3 separate regions of the Anas platyrhynchos genome follow, and all the other regions are linked to region 1. A link is a contact called in public Hi-C data. All regions are on one chromosome and are shown on one strand. The core of a region is the stretch at or near the end of the contact, and the rest is flanking DNA. Distances in the headings are between cores, read along the strand shown.

Region 1 (2,929 bases), core at 297-2,796:
TCTTGACAGAGCTGTTGAAGGAGCAAGCTAGAGGGGGTGCCCCACTTGACCTGCTGTTTGCAAACAGGGAAGGACTTGTGGGTGATGTGATGGTTGGAGGCTGTCTTGGGCACAGCGATCACAAAATATTAGAGTTTTTGATCTTTTGGTGAAGCAAGGAAGGCAGTTAGGAGAACTGCTACCTTGGCATTCCAGAAGGCAGATTTGGGCTAATTTAGAGACCTGATTGACAGAGTCCCTTGGAAGGCAGTTCTGGAAGACAAAGGAGTGCAAGAAGGCCGGACTTTCTTCAAGAATTAAATCCTGAAAGCACAGGAGCATGTCATCACAGTGCTCTGAAACTCAAGCTGGCAGGGGAGAAGACCAGCCTTGCTAAACAGAAACTCGGAAAAAAAAAAAAAAAGTTTATGAACTCTGGAGGAAGGAGCAGGCAATGCGGGACTATAGAGCTGTTGTCAAGTTGTTTAGGGAGAAAATCAGAAGCCCAGCTGGAACTCAGTTTGGCTAGGGCAGTAATAGAGAATAAAAAATGCTTTCATAAATACATCAACAACAAAAGGAAGAGGACTAAGAAGAATCTCCATCCTTCACTGGATGTGAGGGGAAACATGGTGATGAAAGATGAGGATAAGGCTGAGGTATTTAATGGCTTTTTTGCTTTTGTCTTTATTAGAGAGATCAATTGTTCCCAGGGTACACAGACATCTGAGCTGGAAGATGGTGACCAAGAGCGTGAGGAAGCCCCTGTAATCCAACATAAAAGAGCCTGCCTGATGTGGGCCAAGGCCATGGAGCTGTGAAGGACATAGAGCTCCCTTCTCCATCCCTACCCTACACATGGTTCCTAGCAGGTCCATGAGGTCCATAGCCCCATAGTGGGGGGCTGATGTGGTGGGGTGTGCTGCATCTGTCTTGCAGCATTTGGTTGCATGGGATTTGGCTGCTCTACCACCTACGAGACCTCTACCCTGACAGGAAAAACATAGAGCCCCGTGAAGCAGCACCCAAGAGAGGCCCAGGCAGATGGGGACAGGTCCTCAGAGGAGCCTGTCTTCTTCAGTAGCCCCAGTGCTGGGCTCAGCAGGATGCTCTGCCCTTGGTACACTCCCTTCTGCAGGGTATTTGGGACTGGTGCTGTTTAACATCTTTGGCGGTGACATGGACAGTGTGGGATCGAGTGTATGCTCGGCAAGTTTGCTGGCAACACTGAGCTGTGTGGTGTGGTCGACACACTGGAGGGAAGGAACCTGGAGAAGCCTGAGAGGTGGGTCTGTGTGAACATTATGAGGCTCAACAAGGCCAAGCGCAAGGTCCTGCACCTGAGAGGCTTGTCCCCCTCTGCTCTGCTCTCCTCAGCCCCCACCTGGAGCCTGCGTTCAGCTCTGGGCCCAGCACAAGGACAGGGATGGATCAGAGCGAGTCCAGAGGAGGCCACGAGGATGCTCAGAGGCTGGAGCCCCTCTGCTGTGGAGCCAGGCTGAGGGAGCTGGGGGTGCTCAGCCTGGAGAAGAGAAGGCTCCGGGGAGACCTCCAGTAACACACCCAGGCTCTCCCGACCCTCCTAGCCGGGCAGTGCCGCCCAGAGGCCGCTCGGAGCTGGGGAAATCCCTGAAGGGGGAAGGCGGAGACGGCGGCTGGCGGCGCTGAGCCGAGCCGCCATGGGCACGGCGTGAAGGGGGTGAGCGGGAACGGCGGCGGGCACGGCTGAGGCGATGGGGCCGGGAGGGGACCGCGGAGGTCGCTTGTCCCCATCGCCGGCCTCTGGCGGCCACAGCCGGTGACTCAGCGGCTCCGGGGCGGGCCTAGGGGGAAGGCAAAGGCGAGGGGAGAGCCGTGACTGGGCGCGGAGGCGGCCGCCTCAGCGCCTCCCCCGGTGAAGCGAACTGCGACGGCAAGAGAAAACGAAAGCTGGCAGGGAGGCGGCGGAAATGTAATCCCGGCGGTAAAGGGAACCGAGAGCTTTCCGAGGCCTCCCGGTAGGGCTGTGTGGGTGGACAAGGGGGGCCCCCAGCCCCAGGGAGGGTCCTGCAACCCCGGGGAGGCTGCTGGGTGCACCCTAGGGACGGGGGGAGAGGGTGAAAGGCGGCTTTGCTGCCCTTAAAGGCTTCCTAGTACGCAGGGGAGAGGATTAAAGCTTCCTTTTACGTTTTGTTACCAAAGGAAGGGGCTCCCAGAGAAGGGTTTTAGGCTGAGAGACGTCTCAACATCTCAGTGTTATTCATCCAAGATGTCTCAGGAATTAAATGCTGTATTCATCCAGCCCTCTCTTTCTGGGGGGGGGTAAATGGGATATAGAGGCTCGTGGATGTCTCAGCTTTATTCATCCACTCCTCTCTCTGAGGGGGTTAATGGGACGTAAAGACTCGTGGATGTTTTGGAGTAGTGGGGTCGGAGGGATCGGGTGGTCCCTGCATGCTGTGACTGGATGCGCAGCTCGTCTGGAGGCAATAAAAGTGTCACTGTATTTTCTTTGCAAGTAGCTGTGTGGCAAGAAATGAGAGTTTTCTCTTTACCGACCTTGTAGTGGTCGCTTCAGAGATGTCCAGCAAGGTGCAGAGCCGTCCTGCAGAAAATGGAGAGCATCCCAGGAGCAAAATGGAAAACGGGACAGACGGTGGGGCTGCCCCCACCCTCAGCACATACACACCTGAAGAGATGGTACAGCAGATGAAAGAACTGATCACTGAGAACAATGAGTTAAAAGGTGAATGTCAATGCAGATTTGTCTGGAAATGCAAAAGGAGTCCCTTCTGCATTTTTTTTTCCTTTGCCTTTGAATATGAATTCAGTGTTCATTTGCCCTTGCAGGATAACATATTCTATCTGGGTAGCATTCACTGTACAAGCAACTCTGTAAGTGGCAAGGCCAATTGATAGGATACATCAAGTTGAATCGGTATGGAAGATTAGGGGGAGAACAGCCCGATTT
Region 2 (2,929 bases), core at 212-2,711, 360 kb before region 1:
GATCATTTGAGTTAAAAAACATAAAGCTGCTGGCACAGCAGCCAGGAACCTGATTACGTGACTTCCACTTACATGAAGTCCATGAATTTAAATACTTAATAATTATTAGTAGAACTTTAAGAATACATCAGAATGTCCACATTTACTAGCATTCTTAGTGTGAATATAAACTATTTGAACTATAAATTATAGGAAAAAAAAAAAAAGGTTGGCCCACTTCTACCTTCTCTGATGACTTTCATGGTTAGTATCCCAGGATACTGCTGGCAAATTGTGCTACTTGTTCCATTTGCCTCATGTATGGCTCAAATTCCGACCTAAAAAAGTCATACCATGTATAAAAGGTATAACTTTATGCCCATTGCTTATTCTTTTATTGAGCGGTTTCCTTAGGAGGGAATATCCAACCTTCTGACATCAGTTCCTACATTATCCTTCCCGAAAGTTAAGATCTAAGACCAAGTGGGGCCAGTGAATGAGCTTACAGAGTAGCCAGGTGTTAAGTTAACCTCTTCAAGTCACAATAGATGGATTAGCTTTTCTAAACCTCTTTTCAGAGGGAATTATCTGATCCAAGCTACACATCCCAAATGACTCCAACCAGATTTAACAGAAGCTCAGCAACAGTGTCCCAAGGCAAGATTAAGCTCAAACAAGAGACAGGATTCCTTCCACATAAGGTGCAAAAGGGGCACTGGTGGGTGTTTCATGCACAATTTATCCAGCAGAGTGCTAAGATACGTGCTCAAAGCACACATTGCTGAAGTTTGGGAAGACTTTTATTCACCGCTTTGTCACCAGGTTGCACTGAAGTTCGTCTGTATTTCAGCAACACGATTCATGCACCAAAATCAACTGATCAGAAGTTAAGAGGAGGGGAAAAGGGAAGGAAAACGTTTCATTTTTGTCCTTATTTCAGCAGTATGGACGACCCACTCACTCAGAAGTGAATAGAATGTGGAGAAGTAACTGGTTCCTGCCACGTAGAAGAGAAGAAAAGAAAAAAGGGAAGAGAAGGGCAGCTTTGTGCAAGCAGAAGAGGGTTAGCAGCACCCGTGTGTTGCTGCCAGCCTCCCCTGAGGGGCAGAGGAGGGTGAATTAAAATCATAAGGATCAGAGGAAATAGTGGAACATGGAACTGAGCACGGAGAGCACCGAGCGGACCGAGGAAGGGCTCGAAGGCAGAGCAGAACCGGAGGGCTTAAAAAAAAAAACACACACATTTCCGTGGGTAAATCCGCGGCTCCCGGCGAAATACTTAAGGAAAGGGATGAAAGGGCGTCTGGACGCCGCCCCCAGCGGGTGACCCCGCAGAAAAACCCCACGTACGAGCTGTGCCCGGCGGCAGCAGGGGAGCTGGGGAACCAGGGCCACGGCCGGGTGGCGCTGACGAGATGGCGGCGGCTGAGGCGGGGCCGGGTCGGGTGCGCCGACGATGCCGGCCCGGGCGGCTCCGGGAACGGAGGGGAGGTTCCGGGCGGAAAGGGAGCTTTTTGGGGAGAAAAGGGGCCGAAACGGGTCGGGCCGTGCCGTGCCGGGCCGAGGGGAGGATGAAGAAGGAGCAGGTAGCGCACTGCCGCTTCTCCGTGTGGTACCCGCTGTTCAGGACCGTCACCATCCGTAGGTGCGTGGGGTCGGAGGAGCCCCTGTGGGGCGGCGTGTGAGGGGGGTGTGGGGCGGTGTGTAGGGTGATATGTGGGGCGATGTGTAGGGTGATATGTGGGGCGATGTGAGGGGTGGTGTGGGTTTGGAGGCTGGGGGAGCGTCTGCGAGGCTGGCTGTGGCCCTGTGGGTTTGGTTGAGAGCTTGGTTAGACCCGGGGAAGGGTGTTTGGTGCTGGTCTGGGTGAGAAATAAGGGCCTGCGTGGGGCAGCGATGGCTGGGAGGAAGCACAGGGGGCTCCATCGAGGCTCCAGGGGCTGCCCCAGGAGCTGGAGCCTTCGACATCCACCCCAGGGAGCTGCTCTGGGAGGCCCGAGGTGCAGGCTGAGCGCTGGTGATCTCCACAGTGTGCTCTGGTGGGACCCCAGGCTGTCCGCGTCCCACCTTGTGCCCACTTGGTTGCTCAAAAAAAACAGGCTGAGTGCCCTCAAACCAAGTGGTTAACTTCAAGTTCCTGTTTATTTTTATTTTTTTGGAAAAAGTAGCAGCTTCTGTGGTTGCTGAGGTGCTGCTGCAGGTTACCCAGGGGTTATGAGGCCCACCAGCAGCTCAGGGCAGTCAAACTCGAGAAAGGTGCCCTGGTGGGTCAGAAAGCTGTGACATCAGGCATTTGGTAACCAAAACATTTAATCTTTACACACTTTAGTGTTTAGCCAGTGTAGGTTTTTGGTCAATTTAGCAACAGTCACGCATTTTTTGAACATTCAAGTGATAAAGGCAAATTTTGGTTTGGATTTTAGAAGGGAAACATTTGTTTTGAACAACACGCTGCTCCTCTCCTCACTGGCCACATGCAGTCTTTGAATTTTTTAAAAGTTTGAAGGAGTGGAGTATTTCTGTGCACTTTGTCTGAGATGGTTGTCGCTTTCTCCTTTACTTCCCTGAAAGGAAAAAGAGAGTTGCATTTTGTGAAGGATGGGAGGGGAGCAAGAGAAACGTGTTTTTTCATAGCGTTAGAGAATAAAACATTGATACTGAGATACGTTCCATTTAAAAACTATTATTTTTATTCAACTCTTTGTTATTTTAGCAAGTAATAATAAATTACTGAACTCATTCTCTTTTTTTTTTCCCAGTGTTATACTTCCCCTCCCAGATAATGTGAAAGAATACCTGCTGGATGATGGGACGCTTGTGGTTTCTGGAAGGTAAAGTTTGTTTCCCTTCCACTGTGCAAGTATTAATACTATTTTATAATCACAATGGTATTTTGTATTCATATGTATTATAATTTGCATAAGGAGTTTTGTATGTTTGACCAGTCTGG
Region 3 (2,929 bases), core at 226-2,725, 300 kb before region 1:
CCCTGGGGACATGGACACGGAGAAGAAAGGGTGATGGGATGAAGGGGATCCCCGTGAGGAGCAGGGGGATGTGAGTAAGACAGCAGCAGAAGGAAAGGTTTGGCTGCTCCAAGAAAACACTGGGATGGCACGCAAGCACCCATCGCAGGGAATCCCGAGCAATTTGGGCCACCCATGTAGCGGGATGGCCACTGAAACATTGCATTAGAGAGGGCACTAATTAATACAGGAGCTGGCACACGCTCAGCCGTGTGGCTGTGCCCAGCAGAGGGTAGCATTGCCCAAACACCCCGGCCTGTCTCGGTGTTTTCCCCAAATTTACACCTCCCCACCCGGCTGAGCTCCCCCAGGCACCAAACCCGCGTGGAAGTGGGAGCCGCAGGGGAAACCTCCCGAGCTCAGCAGTGATGGAAAATCCCTTTTCAGAGTGGCATTTTCAGGATTTTGTGAAAGGACACGGCGCATTTTAAGCAGTTGGGCGCACATTCATGAGTCGATGCTATTTAGTCGTGTCACGCCTCATTTTCAGCCACCTCATTTGATAACCGAGGGTTTGAGCCGCCCCCGAAAACACCCGTGGGTCCGCACCTGCCTCTTTAGTTCCCAACTTGGAGGAGAAATCCACTTTTTGATTTTTATTTTTTTTTTTTGCGCTTTACCGATTTGCAAGACATTGGCTGGAAACCTACCCACGGGGACAGCGCGCATTTCTGCCGTGTCACCGGGGGCGCATCCTGCCCCTCATCCCTGCTGCGGGGTGGGCAAGGGGCTGGGGGCCACTTTTGGCCCCCACGGAGCGGCTGCGCTCACGGTGGGCACCGCAACCCCAGCGCAAACCCCGCGCAAACCCCGCGCATCCCCCGCGCATCCCCCGCGCAACCCCCGCGCAGCTCCGGAGCACCCCGGCCTGCCGCCTGCGGTGTGGTTTTTATTTTTTTTTTTTTATTTTTCCTTTCCCCCTGCTTTCCCTTTTTTTTTTTTTTTTTTTTTCTCTTTGCTTTCCCTCCCCTCCCGTTTGACGTGCGCGGTTTTGGTGCAATGCGAATTATCTCCAGTCATTCAGTCAGGAGGGGCAGCGCCAGGCAGCAGAGCAGCGGCGGGGCTGCCTCCTCCTCCTCTTCTTCCTCCTCCTCTTCTTCTTCTTCCTCCTCCTCCTCCTCCTCCTCCTCCCATTGCCATAACAACCGCGCACAGCCGCACCGCGCCCGGGAGGCTCGGAGCATCCAACGGGGCCCCCGCACGCCCTACTTGGGGACAGCGGGGGGGTAGGGAGGGGGGGAAAAATTAGTGACCTCCCTCCAAAAAAAAAAAAAAAAGAAAAAAGAAAAAAAAAGGGACTTTTCCTCCCGGGGTGGGGGGAGCGAAGTGTCCCTGAGGGTGCTGAAGGAGGTGGGGGGGGACACGGGGCAGCCCCGGGGGCGGCACGGGGAGGGGCGAGGGGGGGAGGAAAGGACGAGGGGAAGGGGGGGGGGGCAGAGAAAGTTGGGAGGAAATAGCCCAGGAAAAGTGGCACTCGTGGAGCCCGCCGGAGCGCGGAGGAAATAAAAGCGGCGGCGGGCAGGAAGTGTGAGGAGGAGGAGGAGGAGGAAGGGGAGAAGGAGGAGGAGAAGAAGGAGGAGGAGGAGGAGGAGGAGGAGGAGGAAGAAGAGCAAGAGCCGGCAGAGGCAGCAGCAGCAGCCGCTGCTTTCTCAGAAGAGAAAGCAAAAGCCGCAGGCGGCTCGGTGCCGCCCGGCATCCGCGGGGCTGCGCGGGGTTGCGCGGAGCGGCCATGGCCCGGGAGAACGGGGACGGCGGCGGCTCCTGGAAGAAGCAGGCGGAGGACATCAAGAAGATCTTCGAGTTCAAGGAGACGCTGGGGACGTAGGTGGAGGGGAGCGGAGCGGGGCGGGAGGCGCCGTCCCCGGGCTGCGCGGGATTTGCGCGGGGGGGATTTGCGCGGGGGCAGCCGCCGGGGTCGCTCCGAGCATCCCGGCCGGCAGCGAGCCGGGATTTTGGGAATCCCGGGACCAAACGGTACCGGGGGTTTGGTAGGAGGTGAGGGGTGAGGATGGCTGCGGGGCAGGCGGCTGGGGCTATCCCCTAAAAAGAAATTAAAAAAAAAAAAAAAGAAAAAGAGAAAAGAAATAAAAAAAAGAAAAAGAAAGAAAGAAATAAAAAGATAAAAGAAAAAAGAAGAAAAAGGGAAAAAAAAGGAAAAAGAAAAAAGAGAAAGGAAAAAAAAAAGAAAAAGAAAAAGGAAAAAAAAAGAAAAAAGAAAAAAGAAAGAAAGAAAGACCCCCCCCCTACGGTTTAAAATGCTAATAGGATGGGGAGAAGGGGAAAGGCTTTTTCTTGACGGTGCAGCTGTAAATAAATGCGGTCTGACTTGCGTGCTGTCCCCTAAAGCCGATGGCTGCATCCATTCGTGGACAGACGAGCAGAAATAATCGGAGTGGATTGGATGTGTTTTAGCTACGATGCTTAACTGTTGTTGGGCTTTATTTCTGTTATTTATAGTGGCGGGGCATAAAGATTAGTAAAACGTTAGAGTTTTTTTTTTCTTCTTTTTTTTTTTTTTTTTTTCGGAAGGCTCAGAATAAACATGCGCAGATGGTGGAAGGGAGCAGGGTGCAGGCTGATGCTTTTTTGGCTGAGCGGGGAGTTTTATTTCTGTTGAGAGAAATTTTCGCTCGTCGGATGTTGTAGAGGCAGAGAGCCGCGGTTGCTGGGGAAGGGCAGGGTGCGGGCTGCCGTGTGGGTGGGCGAGGACGTGAGCGCTGGGTTGGACAGGACAGGTGCTTTCTGGCCATGTCCCCTCCTGGTGTAAAGTCAACTTTGAGCACATCTCGAAGCAAAGCATCGCCGAGCCCAAGCAGTGCGTTTTTTCTCCGCGTGCCACTTCCAAAACACGGCTGAACAAGTTTCGGCCGTGATATTTCAGTTTCTTGCT

Evidence for each region. A called contact is a pair of places that touch in the nucleus more often than the background predicts.
Region 2: a contact with region 1 is called in a Hi-C map of subcutaneous adipose tissue, with 2.4 times the contacts expected there. The contact joins the promoter of NUDT5 here to the promoter of OPTN in region 1. A contact is called at or near these places in 5 of 8 Hi-C or Micro-C datasets (F1 follicle, liver, skeletal muscle and 1 more).
Region 3: a contact with region 1 is called in a Hi-C map of subcutaneous adipose tissue, with 2.8 times the contacts expected there. The contact joins the promoter of CAMK1D here to the promoter of OPTN in region 1. A contact is called at or near these places in 3 of 8 Hi-C or Micro-C datasets (liver, skeletal muscle and subcutaneous adipose tissue).

Annotation. Positions count from the first base shown.
Region 1 is chr1:7,015,579-7,018,507 of IASCAAS_PekinDuck_T2T, forward strand. OPTN (optineurin) reads left to right here and starts at 1,547. Exons shown (of 14, transcript XM_027460521.3): 1 at 1,547-1,678; 2 at 2,525-2,704. The coding sequence starts at 2,539.
Region 2 is chr1:6,660,282-6,663,210 of IASCAAS_PekinDuck_T2T, forward strand. NUDT5 (nudix hydrolase 5) reads right to left here and starts at 1,462. Exons shown (of 10, transcript XM_038184898.2): 1 at 1,330-1,462. It overlaps CDC123 (cell division cycle 123), which reads left to right and starts at 1,395. Exons shown (of 13, transcript XM_005018841.6): 1 at 1,395-1,624; 2 at 2,739-2,810. The coding sequence starts at 1,395.
Region 3 is chr1:6,717,238-6,720,166 of IASCAAS_PekinDuck_T2T, forward strand. CAMK1D (calcium/calmodulin dependent protein kinase ID) reads left to right here and starts at 1,476. Exons shown (of 11, transcript XM_027460556.3): 1 at 1,476-1,860. The coding sequence starts at 1,769.